Regions from separate parts of the Gossypium hirsutum genome. Here region 1 is linked to region 2. Evidence: chromatin contacts called from public Hi-C data. All regions are on one chromosome and are shown on one strand. The core of a region is the stretch at or near the end of the contact, and the rest is flanking DNA. Distances in the headings are between cores, read along the strand shown. Region 1 holds the start of LOC107913519 (a long non-coding RNA gene). Region 2 has its middle 18 kb from the start of LOC107913508.

What was found. A called contact is a pair of places that touch in the nucleus more often than the background predicts.
Region 1: a Hi-C map of leaf shows a contact between it and region 2, with 1.8 times the contacts expected there. The contact joins two enhancer-like sites. A contact is called at or near these places in 7 of 34 Hi-C or Micro-C datasets (anther, leaf and petal).

What each region holds. Positions count from the first base shown.
Region 1 is chrD08:12,545,641-12,551,574 of Gossypium_hirsutum_v2.1, forward strand. It overlaps LOC107913519 (a long non-coding RNA gene), which reads right to left and starts at 5,714. Exons shown (of 5, transcript XR_001688547.2): 1 at 5,003-5,714; 2 at 4,823-4,906; 3 at 4,379-4,740; 4 at 4,163-4,253; 5 at 171-425. Within about 2 kb of position 1,586, at least 9 of the 9 cell types and tissues checked have an H3K27ac peak or open chromatin away from gene starts, as enhancers often do. A contact at or near this core is called in leaf, where this site is marked.
Region 2 is chrD08:12,492,854-12,499,403 of Gossypium_hirsutum_v2.1, forward strand. No RefSeq gene overlaps it. Among protein-coding and RNA genes, the nearest start is that of LOC107913508, 18 kb to the left of the region's middle. Within about 2 kb of position 4,273, at least 7 of the 9 cell types and tissues checked have an H3K27ac peak or open chromatin away from gene starts, as enhancers often do. A contact at or near this core is called in leaf, where this site is marked.

The DNA.
Region 1 (5,934 bases), core at 336-2,835, 50 kb after region 2:
ACTAATAAGTCTAAATTAAATTATAATTATTTTTAAAATTAATTTAGTAATATCATAAAAAATAAAGGGTATTCTCGTTTGTTCACAAGTTTTTCCAAACTCATACTTTTATATATTTTATAAATAGATTATAGATTATAGATATATCTGTAAAATTAATTAAATGATGATTAATTTAAAATAATATCTAATAATAATTAATTAATATACTCTTGTGTATAGGTAAAATTCCATTGTTAAGAGTCTGCTACCCTAGCACGTCTCTGTCTGCCTCTCTGGCAAGTTTAGGTTCTCAAAAGTTTTTCTTGGCCTGACGGCTTACATCTCCAGTGTTTTGAATAATTCTCTTCGTTCGGTTTTCTCGTGTTACGCCCATGGAATCAGAATTTGCTGGTCTATCCCTTGAAGATGAAGATGAAGAAATCCTGCAAGCACAAGGTGATACAGAATCGGTAAGTGAAGAAGAAGTTCTAAGTTCTGGTTGGATGTTTTCTTACAACCAGTATTATCCATTATCCAGCAATGAAAAGTACAATGGCTAATCTATGGCATCCGGTTAAGGGTGTTCAAATCAGAGATCTGGGGGAAAAGAGGTATATATTTAAATTTTTTCATATTGTGGATATGGAAAGAGTTAAAAAGGGTCCCCTTGGACATTTAATAATCATCTATTGGTTCTGCACAAGTTGCAATGGGGAGAGGATCCGCTAAAAGTTCCACTAATTTTGTCACCTTTCTGGGTACAAATCCATGATGTACCCTTTGGCTTTTATTCTGAAAATCTGGCCAGACAATTAGGGAACTTCATTGGAATTTTTCAAGAGTATGATAGCTCTAGTTTGGGGAAAGAAAATATGAATTTTATGCTGATCAGAGTTCAAATTGATATTTCTTCGTCATCTCAAAAGGAAAAAACAAGTTATGTTTAAGAATATATGCTCTTATGTTAGATTTAAGTATGAAAGATTAACTCTCTTTTGCTTCTATTGTGGCCATCTAGGTCATAATGAATCCTTTTGTGAAGCAAAGATGGAGGCTGGGGTTGAAATTGATGAGATGAGCTGGGATCTGTCTTTGCGTGCACAGTCAATAAGAGCCCAAGCAATGAGTAGTGCCTGGTTAAGGGAGGAGGGAGGATTTGTAGACAGAAATAACTGAGATGAATTCAGGGGAAATATAGAGGGGAGGAAGGTAAGACAATTTGAGAGTATTCCTGATCCTATGTTAGGTTTTAACCTGGAAGGTAATGGGATCTCCCTTGGTAGAGAGAGAACAAGAAAGTTAATTGATAATAATCAAGTGGCGATGGAGCATGATTTGGAGAATGAGGTGGTTGTAGGAGAGGAGGGGAAAAAGAGAATAAGAGGGGATATTGAAGAAAGTAATGAGATGGGAGGGAGAAACAGGAGAAAGACGAAAGTCAACCATTTGATATCGGCGGCTGCCAAGAGGCAAGCCGACCGGTTGCAATGAAAATCTTAAGCTGGAACGTCTAAGGTTTGGGGAATCCTCGGACAGTTCGACGACTTCGGCATTCGCTGAAGCAACAGTATCCCCAAATGATCTTCTTAATGGAAAAATACGAAAAAGTTGTGGGTTCCAGTGTGGAATTGATGTGGACTCGATTGGTTCTAGAGGGGTTAAGTCTAGCATGGCGAGAAGGTGTTAACATTAAGCTCCAAAGTTTTTCAAATCGACATATTGATGTGGTTATTGGGGACAGAGAAGATAATAGAATATGGAGATTTACAGGTTTCTATGGTTCTCCTTACTCACTTGACAGAGATGAAGCATGGAATCTGTTGCGATGATTACGGATTTATGGAGAATACCCATGGATGGTTTGTGGGGATTTTAACGAAATCTTATATGGTTTCGAGAAAAAAGGTAGATTACCAAGGGAGGAAAGAAGAATGGAAGCTTTTCGTCAGGCTTTAGAAGATTGCAACCTGGTTGATTTGGGATATTCAGGTAGGTGGTTCACGTGGGAGAAAGGGAATTTATTTGAAACAAATATCCAGGAAAGACTTGATAGAGGAGTTACAACGGAGCAATGGAGCGCTTTATTCCCAAATGCTATGATTCGACACCTCTCACATTTATTCTCTGACCATTGTCCACTTCTTTTGGATACGGTTTGTAGAATTGAAAGGTTGGCAAAAAGAAATTTCAAGTTTCAAGCGTGGTGGGTATTGGAAGAAACATTTTTGAGTGAAACTAAACAAATTTGGGAAAACTCTACAGGAGATTTTGTAAACAAGCTGGAAAACTTGAAAAGAGGTTTGTAGAGGTGGGGAGCTAAGATTCAGCAGAATAGAAAGATGAAAACAAAGGTTTTGACTTCAAAACTGGCAACATTACTTGAATCTAATAGAAGTGATGAGAATCTAATAGAGATTATTAATACAAAAATCCACCTGAATTTTGAGATCAAAAAGGAGGAAAGTTCTGGGAGCAGAGGGCCCGAATTAATTGGTTGAAACTTGGTGATAGAAATACAGCTTTTTTTCACAAGCAAGCGTCACAAAGAAGAAAACAAAATCAAATCCATAGGTTGCAGCTCGAAGACGGAAGGGAGACAGAGGAGTGTACGGAAATGGAGGAAATCGCTAGAATATATTTTCAAAAATTATTTACATCAGGAGGACAAAGAAATTTTAAGAGGATTCTGACAGGAATTGAAAGATGTATTTTAAAGGAAGACTAATATTTTAAAGGCAAGATACACGAAGGAGGAGATACTAGAAGCTCTTTCAGAAATGGGTCCTTCAAAAGCTCCAGAAGAGGATGGTTTTCCAGCCTTATTTAGCAGAAGTGTTGGTCAATTATGGGAGAGAATGTATCTAAATTTTGTCTCCAGAGGTTAAACGAAGGTATGGATTTACATTCAATTAATAGGACAAACATTGTGGTTATCCAAAAAATCTTTAATCCCTCAAGGATTACTCAATTTAGACCAATTAGCTTATGTAATGTGATCTGCAAACTGATAGCTAAAGTCATTGCTAGAAGACTTTGGGGAGTGATCCATAAATGTATTGATTTAGCACAAAGTGCTTTTGTTCTAGGGAGACTGATTTCCGATAATTTTCTTCTTGCTTATGAAATTCTACACACTCTAAAACTCAAGAGGGTGGGGAAAAAAGGTTTCATGGATGTCAAACTGGACATGAGTAAGGCATATGACAGGGTTGAATGGGGTTTTGTGGAAGGGGTAATGAAAAAGATGGGTTTTGATCCATAATGGGTGGATTCAGTTTTAAATTGTGTATCATCGGTCTCATATGAGGTGATTGTCAATGGAAACATAGGGGCAAAAGATTATTCCATCAAGAGGCCTACGACAAGGAGATCCTCTAAGTCCATTCTTATTTCTTTTTTGTGCAGAAGGATTATCGAGTCTAATGAGGCTTGCAAAAGAAGAGAATATTCTTAAAGGAGTTAAAGTAAGCCGAAGAGGACCAGCTATCTCCCATTTACTCTTTGCAGATGATTGTATTTTATTTGTAGAAGCTACAGAAAAGGGTGCACAATCTTTAAAATGGATACTACAGCAATATGAATTGAACTCAGGGCAATGTGTGAATTATGAAAAATCGGCTGTTTTTTTTAGTTCAAATACAGAAGAGGGGGTAAGGGGTGATGTATCAACGATTCTTCGAGTCAGAAGAGCAATTGATATAGAACGATATCTAGGGCTGCCTAGTATGGTAGGGAAGAGAAAGAAATCATCTTTTCAAAGTTTGAAGGACAGACTCAAACAAAGAATTGATAACTAGAGTACTAGGTTTCTTTCCTAAGGGGGAAAAGAAGTTTTTATTAAAGCGGTCCTACAAGCTATCCCAACTTATTCGATGTCTTGTTTTCTTCTCCCTAAGACCCTTTGCACAGAATTGGAAAGAATAGTTGCTAATTTCTGGTGGCGGAAGAGAGGGACTAAAAAGAGTATTCATTGGTGCACATGGGAGAATCTATGCTTATTAAAAGAGGAAGGTGGCCTTGGTTTCCGGAATTTTGCGAAATTTAATATTGTACTATTAGCGAAACAAGGTTGGCGTCTTGTTAATTACCCAAATTCATTATTAGCTCGTGTTTTGAAAGCAAAGTATTATCCCAATTCAGATTTCTACAAAGCTAGGTTGGGAAATTTACCTTCGCTTACCTGAAAAAGTGTTTGGACGACTAAGGGTCTGCTCGAAAAAGGTCTTTGCTGGAGGGTGGGAAAAGGTGATAAAATTTCAATACGAGATGATCTGTGGATACCAGGAAACGAAATGGTTAGAGTACCAAAGCAAGAAGTTATTGGAAATCTTGAATTAGTTTCAGACTTAATTAACCCAAGTAACAGAATGTGGAGAACAGAGGTAGTGCGAGATACCTTCCAACCGATTGTAGCAGAAAAAATTTTGAAGATCCCACTGGCGGAGATGGAACATGAAGACTTTCAAGTTTGGAGAGGGGAGTCGACCGGCGAGTTTTCAATTAGGAGCGCCTATAAACTATTACATGAATCTACATTGGATCCTAATGATTTAATATTACATACCAAAACTATAAATTTCTATAGAAAGCTATGGAAACTACATATCCCATCGAAGATCAAAATGATAATATAGAGGATTTCATGGAATTTTATCCCATCCTTTTTCAACCTCAAAATAAAATGGGTAGTGGTGAATACTCGATGTCCAAGATGCGATAGTGAAGAAGAAAACAGCTGCCATATCTTTCAACAGTGCCCTACAGTGATTGAGGTTTGGACTCACTTAAACATGTCATGGATATTGAATCAGAATAGTGAGAATATAGGGAGATGGCTTACGGGAGTATTTGGACAATGAAATGATGAGCAACTTCGCCTTCTCTGTTATGGTCTCTGGTTTATTTGGTTTAGTAGAAATCAACTCTTATACGAAAAAAGACAAATGTCAGGAACTGAAATTGCAAGGAAAATTAGGAACTATATTTTAAAACTTGAAGCAACAAAAAGAGGAAAACTTACTCTCCACTCTTCTTAAAGTTTTCAACAGGTGCTCAAAAGGGGAAGGGCAACGATTCATTTTGAAGTAGCTTTTGACCGTCAGACGTCCAGATCGGCATTGGGGCTAATAGTATGGAATGGGAAAGGGGAAATTCTTGCATCACAGGCAGTTCACCACTCCAACATTGAAGATCCATTTACAGCAGAGGCATATGCAGGATTACAAGCAATAAAACTAGGTATCGGTTTGAGAATCAACAAAATCGAAGTTATGGGTGACTCGAAAACGATTATCAAGAAGTGTCAAAGTTCTATTATAGACAGATCGGTCATTGGAGCAATAATCAAAGACATTCAAAACAGGAAAAGCAGTTACCAGGAGATTGTGTTTTCTTTTATCCCAAAAGCAAGAAACATCTATGCTCACACTATAGCAACGGAGGCTCTCAAGAGAGGAGAAAGCTTTTACCTGGAGAAGGGAGTCCCAGAAATGGTCCGTCATGCACTGGAGAGATTCAGGCTAAAACCACCAGATTGAAGAAATGAAGAGTTTTTCTCTCCTGCAATAAAAGGTAGCAGAGAAACAGAAGCATTGGAAACCAGCTATCATAAAGGCTGGTCGATGGAAATGACTAAGTGGTGTCCAGCTATATTGATTTGACTGGTTTAGGATAAGAATGAGTTTTATTTTAATTTTGTTTATTTGGACTGTTAGGCCCAAATCTGTTTTCCGTTTTCAAACTACTCTGCAATAAGGCCTTAGGCTTGTTTTCTTTGTTTTTTTCCTTAGTATATAAATAAATCCAGTCAAATTATTCAAAAAAAATTTCCATTGTTAAAAAATAAAAAAAAAAACTTGTTTTTTCAATATCAATTCAATAATATAATGAACAATAAAATGTATTCTCCATTCAAAAGTTTTTCTAAACCCATGTCTTTTATATTATAATTAT
Region 2 (6,550 bases), core at 3,023-5,522:
TATAGATGAAATGTGATATGTGTTATGAGGATGTATGTAACTGGAAATGAGATTTTATGAAATGTATGAATGAAATGCTATGTGAATTGAATGCCAAATTGAATCATTCATGGATGAAATGTTGGTTATGTGCATATTTGAGACTCTACCCTATTGAGGTGTATGTGTGATAGGCATTTGAATATTCGAGTTGAACATATTGGTTTAATTGCTTAAATTATGCAATGTGGTAATTTTAATTCTATTATATGGGCTTACTAAGCTCTAATGCTTACTCAGTTTATTTTTTTTTCATTTTTTATAAAGGTTCGCTAGCTAGCTCGATTCGGACAACATTAGAGATTAGCATCAGACTACCTAGTCTATCTCTCGATACTTTTGAACTCATGGAAGTTGTGTAAATATGGCATGTATAGGCTAGTTTATGGGAATATGTTTTTGGTTACTTTAGCTTATTGTATAGTTATGTGTTTTGGTGTTCTTAAGCCATGAGATTTGGCTTAGTTGTTATAATGGTCAAATGTGTATAAGATGATATGTTTTGGACAGTTTGCTTATGAAGGATTTGATGCATACGATAATATTGGTATGTGATGAGTTGGTGATTGGAAAATGCTTGAATGTTATTTGATATTAGGATAGGTATGAGGTTGAATCATATTAGTTTGATATGTGTTTAAATGCACAAATGTTATTGATTTGAGTATGTAAATGATTGATTTTGAAATGGCATATATGTGCATTGAAATGGTTGTTTATAGTTGCTTAAATTTTATGTGAATTTGGTACTATATAATGGTTTAGGTACAAGTGTTTTGGAGTGTGAAAAGTAACTTAAACCAAGTCTATTTCATGTCACACGGCTTGAGTACACAGGCGTGTGACCCTTATTCGAAAATTTTTATATGTTATCTCAAAACTTTTATATGTTATCGATTCAGTCCCAAAGGTACGAATTAAGCTTTGTATGCTCGATTTAAGCATGTTATGAATATTGGTTTTCTGAATGGGTTTTGTCGAAACCATTTTTTTATATTGGTTTCAAAATGGGGATCGACTTTTAAAAATAGAAATGGGAGTCGCCACCGATCTTTTCTTAAGGTGTGATCGGTTCACCATTAAAAATAAATTTTAGGTCTGCGAGATTTGAGAAAATAAGTTCGGGAGTCGGTTGCGCACAAGGAAGGGTTAGCACCCTCGTAACGCCCAGAATTGGTACCGAATTGATTGTTTAATGTCTTAGTGTCGAAATTTTGAAAAGATTTTAAAATACAATCCTTTTATCTTGAATAAAATGATTTGGATGATAAGGCTCACTTATTTCAAAGAAATAAATCGTCACACTCAGTAAGTTAGAGTGCAACATTTCGAATCTCAAAATCAAGTTTATCTTTTTTAAATTTTAAAAATTCATGTCTTTTGAGAAGGATATCTGATTATTTGGGTCAAATGAGAAAATCAAAACCCAATAAGTTAGGGCTTGATTTCACAAAATTCCTAAATATCAAATATTGCCTTTATTTTCATTTATTAGAAAAATCTTCGTCTCGAGAAAACAACCTGTCATATCCAATGCGTTAGGACACAACATGTCGAATTCCCGAGAATGAGCTTTTTATTTATGTTTTAATTAAAAGGATATTCGGTTTTTTAGATCCCGAGGAAGATTGAAATCCAGTGAGTTAGGACACAATCTTTTCGAGAATCCCAAATTTCGAGTGTCGCGTTATTTTGAAAGACTTTTGTATAAAATGATTTTGATATTTATGAAACGCAATCTTTAATGTAGCACGATTGAATGGTAATGTATGAGATAATTGATGATCCGAACACACACTAAAAAATAATGACCAAGCAATAGATAAATGTTAACAAGAATAGCAACAATAATTTTAATCCTATTATGCAAACATCTATATTACCAATTAAACATCAAATGAATTAATAATCGATTTTAAAAATGTATACTAAGAAAACAATGGCAACAAGAGAAATCACAATCAATAAATTATACATGCCAAAATCTTAAAATGAACAATATATATATACCAAACATAATATTTTTCTTTTAAAATAATGCCTAATAAACCTGAAATAATAATACATAATGAATTTAAAAATAAATATATAATAAATCTAAGCTAATAATACATAAAATTTTATGATGCTAATAATATATTGTAATTTAAAAATAATACATAATGAAATTTGACGCTAATATATATGATTGTAATATATATAAAAAATTTAAAGTGTAGTACGTAAGTAACATATACATATATATAAATAGATAAATAAAATATAATAACATAATTACAATATCAATAAGGCTAGTGGTGACAATGATAATAATAATAAAGAATATTAAACCAATTAAAAAAAACAAAGAGGATTAAATTGAGTTTTAAACAAAATTAAAAGGGGAAAAATGTGAATAAAACAAAACAGAGGGCCAAAATATAATGCGTGAATTACTTGGGGGACCAAGCGGGAAATACTCCCTTCCTTCAAAATGCGGCATTTAGACCCGGACTGAATTGAAACAAATTCAAAATTCATGCGGGAAATTTACAAAAAAAAACAAAAAATGAAATTAAAAGGATGGAGTAAAAAGGAGGGATCGAAGGTGCAAATAGACCACACAACAAAAAATGCGCGGATCCTCCCCGGGTCGAACCACCGCGCCGGTTATTGAAGTTGGATGGTTAATACGGCACCGTTTTAATACCACTGAAACAGGCCCTAAACAGTGTCGTTTTATGCACTATAAAAATCCTTTCTTAACCCTCAAATTAGAACCCTAGGCCAGCTTAAACACCAGCCCCCAAAGTCGCCCCTTTTTTTTGCGCCGCTCTGCTCATCGATCCTTCAAAAGGGATCTCTAAACCCCTGCTCAAGCTCCGACGGCGACAGAGAGAACAGGGATTCGACGACGAGGTATTTTCCCCCTTTTAATTTCTTCCTATTGTTTCCTTTACAAATCACGAATCAAATAAGCGTTGAGAAGAAAAAAACTAAAAGAAGACTAGAAAATGAAAGAACTGAATCACCTTTCTGTATTTCAAACTTTTTGTATTTTGTATACGTAAAAAAGGAAAAGAAGATCCTTTTACAAATTCGAAAACGACTTTATATAGCCGAAAATAAAATAGAAATTTACAGGAAATTTTTTAAAAATTTTGGCTATTTTTCTCTGCTATTCCCGTGTATTCTGCTGCTGTTGCTGCCTTTGTTGCGTTTGTTGCGTTTGCTGCAGGTTGTTGTAGGTGCGAGGCCGTACGGTGACGTGGCATGGCTCGGCGCAGTGCATGGAGGCTACTGTTGCGACGGCTGGAGTTTGCAAAAACCCTAGGGTTTCTTGTTTTCTTAGCTTTGGACTAATTTGAGCTTTAGTTATTTGGACCGGTGTAATGGGTGTAGGTTTGGTTTCATTTTTGGGTATTTTGTGTTTGGGTAAATTAATTGGGCCAGGGTTAGGTTAGTGGGTCTTAGTGAGTTTGGGTTAAGCTATTTTGGTCTGTAATTGGGTAGTTGGGTTAATAATTGGGTTGTGATATTGGGGCTTAGTGGGTTTGATGTATTTTAGATTTGTAATATGGACTGATGGACTTTTAATAATTTTTGTTTATTTATTTATTTCTGATTTGGGCCGAGAAAATTTGGGTTATTACAGGTTTTTGGTTTCGAAATGTCTTTTGTAAAATGGGGGAGAAAACCCATCTTTTTAGGCTGGACTGTTTGGCTTCCCTAAGAGCCACATATTTGTGTCAACTACTTTAATGTTTTTTTCTGTATGCTTTTCAAATTAATAAATGAGTCCAATTAATTCTTAAAAAAAAAACATGTGAACATGATTTTTTGTACGTTGATATTTTAATGAGAATAATTAATTATTTGGATTAAGGGATCAAATTATATCAAATTGAAGTAGAGACGTCCTAAAACTTTTTAGGATGGTAAAGGACCAACGTAAGAGGCGTCCTAAAAAATTATAATTAAGTCCTTTAATTTCTTTTACAATTTTTAACTCTAAAACTTTTAATTAAGCCATACAAAAGTTTTTAAAATGTTAAAAAAATTAATTAATTATTAAAAAATTTAATTAGATCCCTAAAGTTTTAATTTATTACTGTGATTACAACCAATAACCAAATGCCATTCAATAAAGCAAACCATACATTAAAATTGAACCCAGTTGTCATTAGAGACAGAAGCGTGTTGGAATCTAATCCTATCTTTGTTGAAAGACAAAATGGTCCTACCACTCACAACCCATGGCATCTTTTTGCCTTTCTTTTTTTCTATATAAACCCACATTTGTTCAGTCTATACTTCTAATATCTTAGCCTAAAGGCATTAATTACATTATGAAGCCTCAAAGCCTCTCCGGTGATAATAATAGTAATAATAATTCAGTGATGGCTGAATCAAAGGGGAGGATGATGATCAGGGAAAGGGTGAAGCAAGCATGCGAGGCGGCCATGGATGCCATGGCTAAGAAAGGGGTTCAAAGAGGGCATAGGGTTCTTATTTCCAAAGAAATAGAGAGACGAAATGGGAGCCACTATACTGATGAACCCATAAGAACCATGATGTTCTTGGGTTCTTGGAGCCACACCTAGCTAGCTTCTCTTCTATTTTTTTTATGATAATCTCTTGTAGAGTTGGAGGTGTTTTCACGAAGATAGTGCAACTATATATAGGGTTTCTGATTTGTTAAAATATAGGCCTAAAATATGAAGAGTTGACGGATTTAAAAGTATAAACTGTGGAAATAAATAAGGATATAAAACTATTGTTAATTATGACGATGATGGTGGTGGTGATGGTGATGAAATGAAGTGCTTTGTATAAGTTGTTGATGTCCTAATATATTTTTGCAAATTCCTTTTTGTGCGTTTTAGATCTGATAAAGTTAAAGGGGAGAGAAGGGAATTTGTTTATTATGGATAGTGGTACTTTATGAGAAACATTTAGGGTATTATCTTTAATTGGAAAAATGGTTAATTTAGGTACTAAAGTTTATTTATTTTCTTACTTTGGTCTTAATTAATTTTTTGTCACTTTGGTTTTAATTATTGTTTTATCATTTTAGTTCTTAATTTTCTAAATTTAGTCTAATTGTTAAAATTTTATTAAACTATTAAAATTTTAATGACACTAGCAAGGCAGCGCAAGTGATAGTTTGCATGTACTTTATTGCTAACATGGATAATTTGCTTGAATTTTTTATGGACTTTAAAAAAAATTGAAATCTTTAATCATTTTTATTAATTTTTTGAAATTTTATAAAGTATATGAATTGCCAATTGACAATGTCAGTGCAGTTAAAATTTTCATAGTCCAGACAACTTTTACATTTAAGAAAATAGAATTGGAATAAAATTTGAAGGTCAAGGGTCAAAATGACAAAAGAAGTAAACATTACAAGTTAAATATATTATTATGTATTTTTATTTTTAAAACGTGTAATGTGGTATCTTATTTGGGTTAAACTTCACTCTATTACTGTAAAACTTGTGAAGGTTGAATATGAATGGATGGATGTTAGTTAAATTATGATTTTGTATGATACTGGAATTAACAAATTTTTAATTAATGTAGTTAAGATGGCTTTCATCAAATCGCATATAATAAACATGGTCATCATGTTACCATCACACAACTTATTAAAGTTTCATCTCATAAATTTTATAAATGTATAATTAGTGGTATCACATCTCAGGAATTTTGAGATTCAAGCTTTTAAGTTAGTGCAATTTTTTAGTCTACATTTTATTTTTATTTAATTCATATATTGATTATAAGTATAATTGTGTTTGTTTGTTGTATTAATCTATGTTGATTGTAGTTATACGAATATTATATTAATTGAATTTGTAATTTTAGAAAAATAAAAATATTTAAAATTAGTTTGAAATATATTTTTAAAATTGAAAGGAAAAAAATTAAAGAGTAAAATTTGTACAAAACTTATGTTTCAAAAATAAATATTATTTTAGAAAATAGTTAAAAAATATACATAAATTTTATTTTATAATAATAAAAGAAATCATATTTTATCATGTATGATAGTTTTATTTTTAAAATGTACAATTTCACATATTGATTTATTTTGATGGGTGTGTAAATTTATACATTCTCAAGATGTCACTAATTAAAAGAAATAAAAAAAAACCATATTTATTTTTTATTATTTCTAAAATAATTTATTAATTTATGATTGATGTGTTTTAATATAGTTTACTCACACATTATGAATTTATACAGGGATAATGCATCAAATATAAATTTTTTATACATATATTAATTATATTTTATAAGATGATATGATATTCAAAATTTATATGATAATATGACTTGCAATCAATCATACATTGACAGAAAGTAGGGACAATGCTAAGGGATACGCAGGGTCCTAGTCATCCTAAAATGAAAAATTATTATTTTAGTCCCTTAAAAATTTACTTGATAGTAAAAATATATTAACCCTCAAAAATGAAAATTTTTTAATTTAAACCCTTTAAAATTTTAAAATAACAAGATGAAA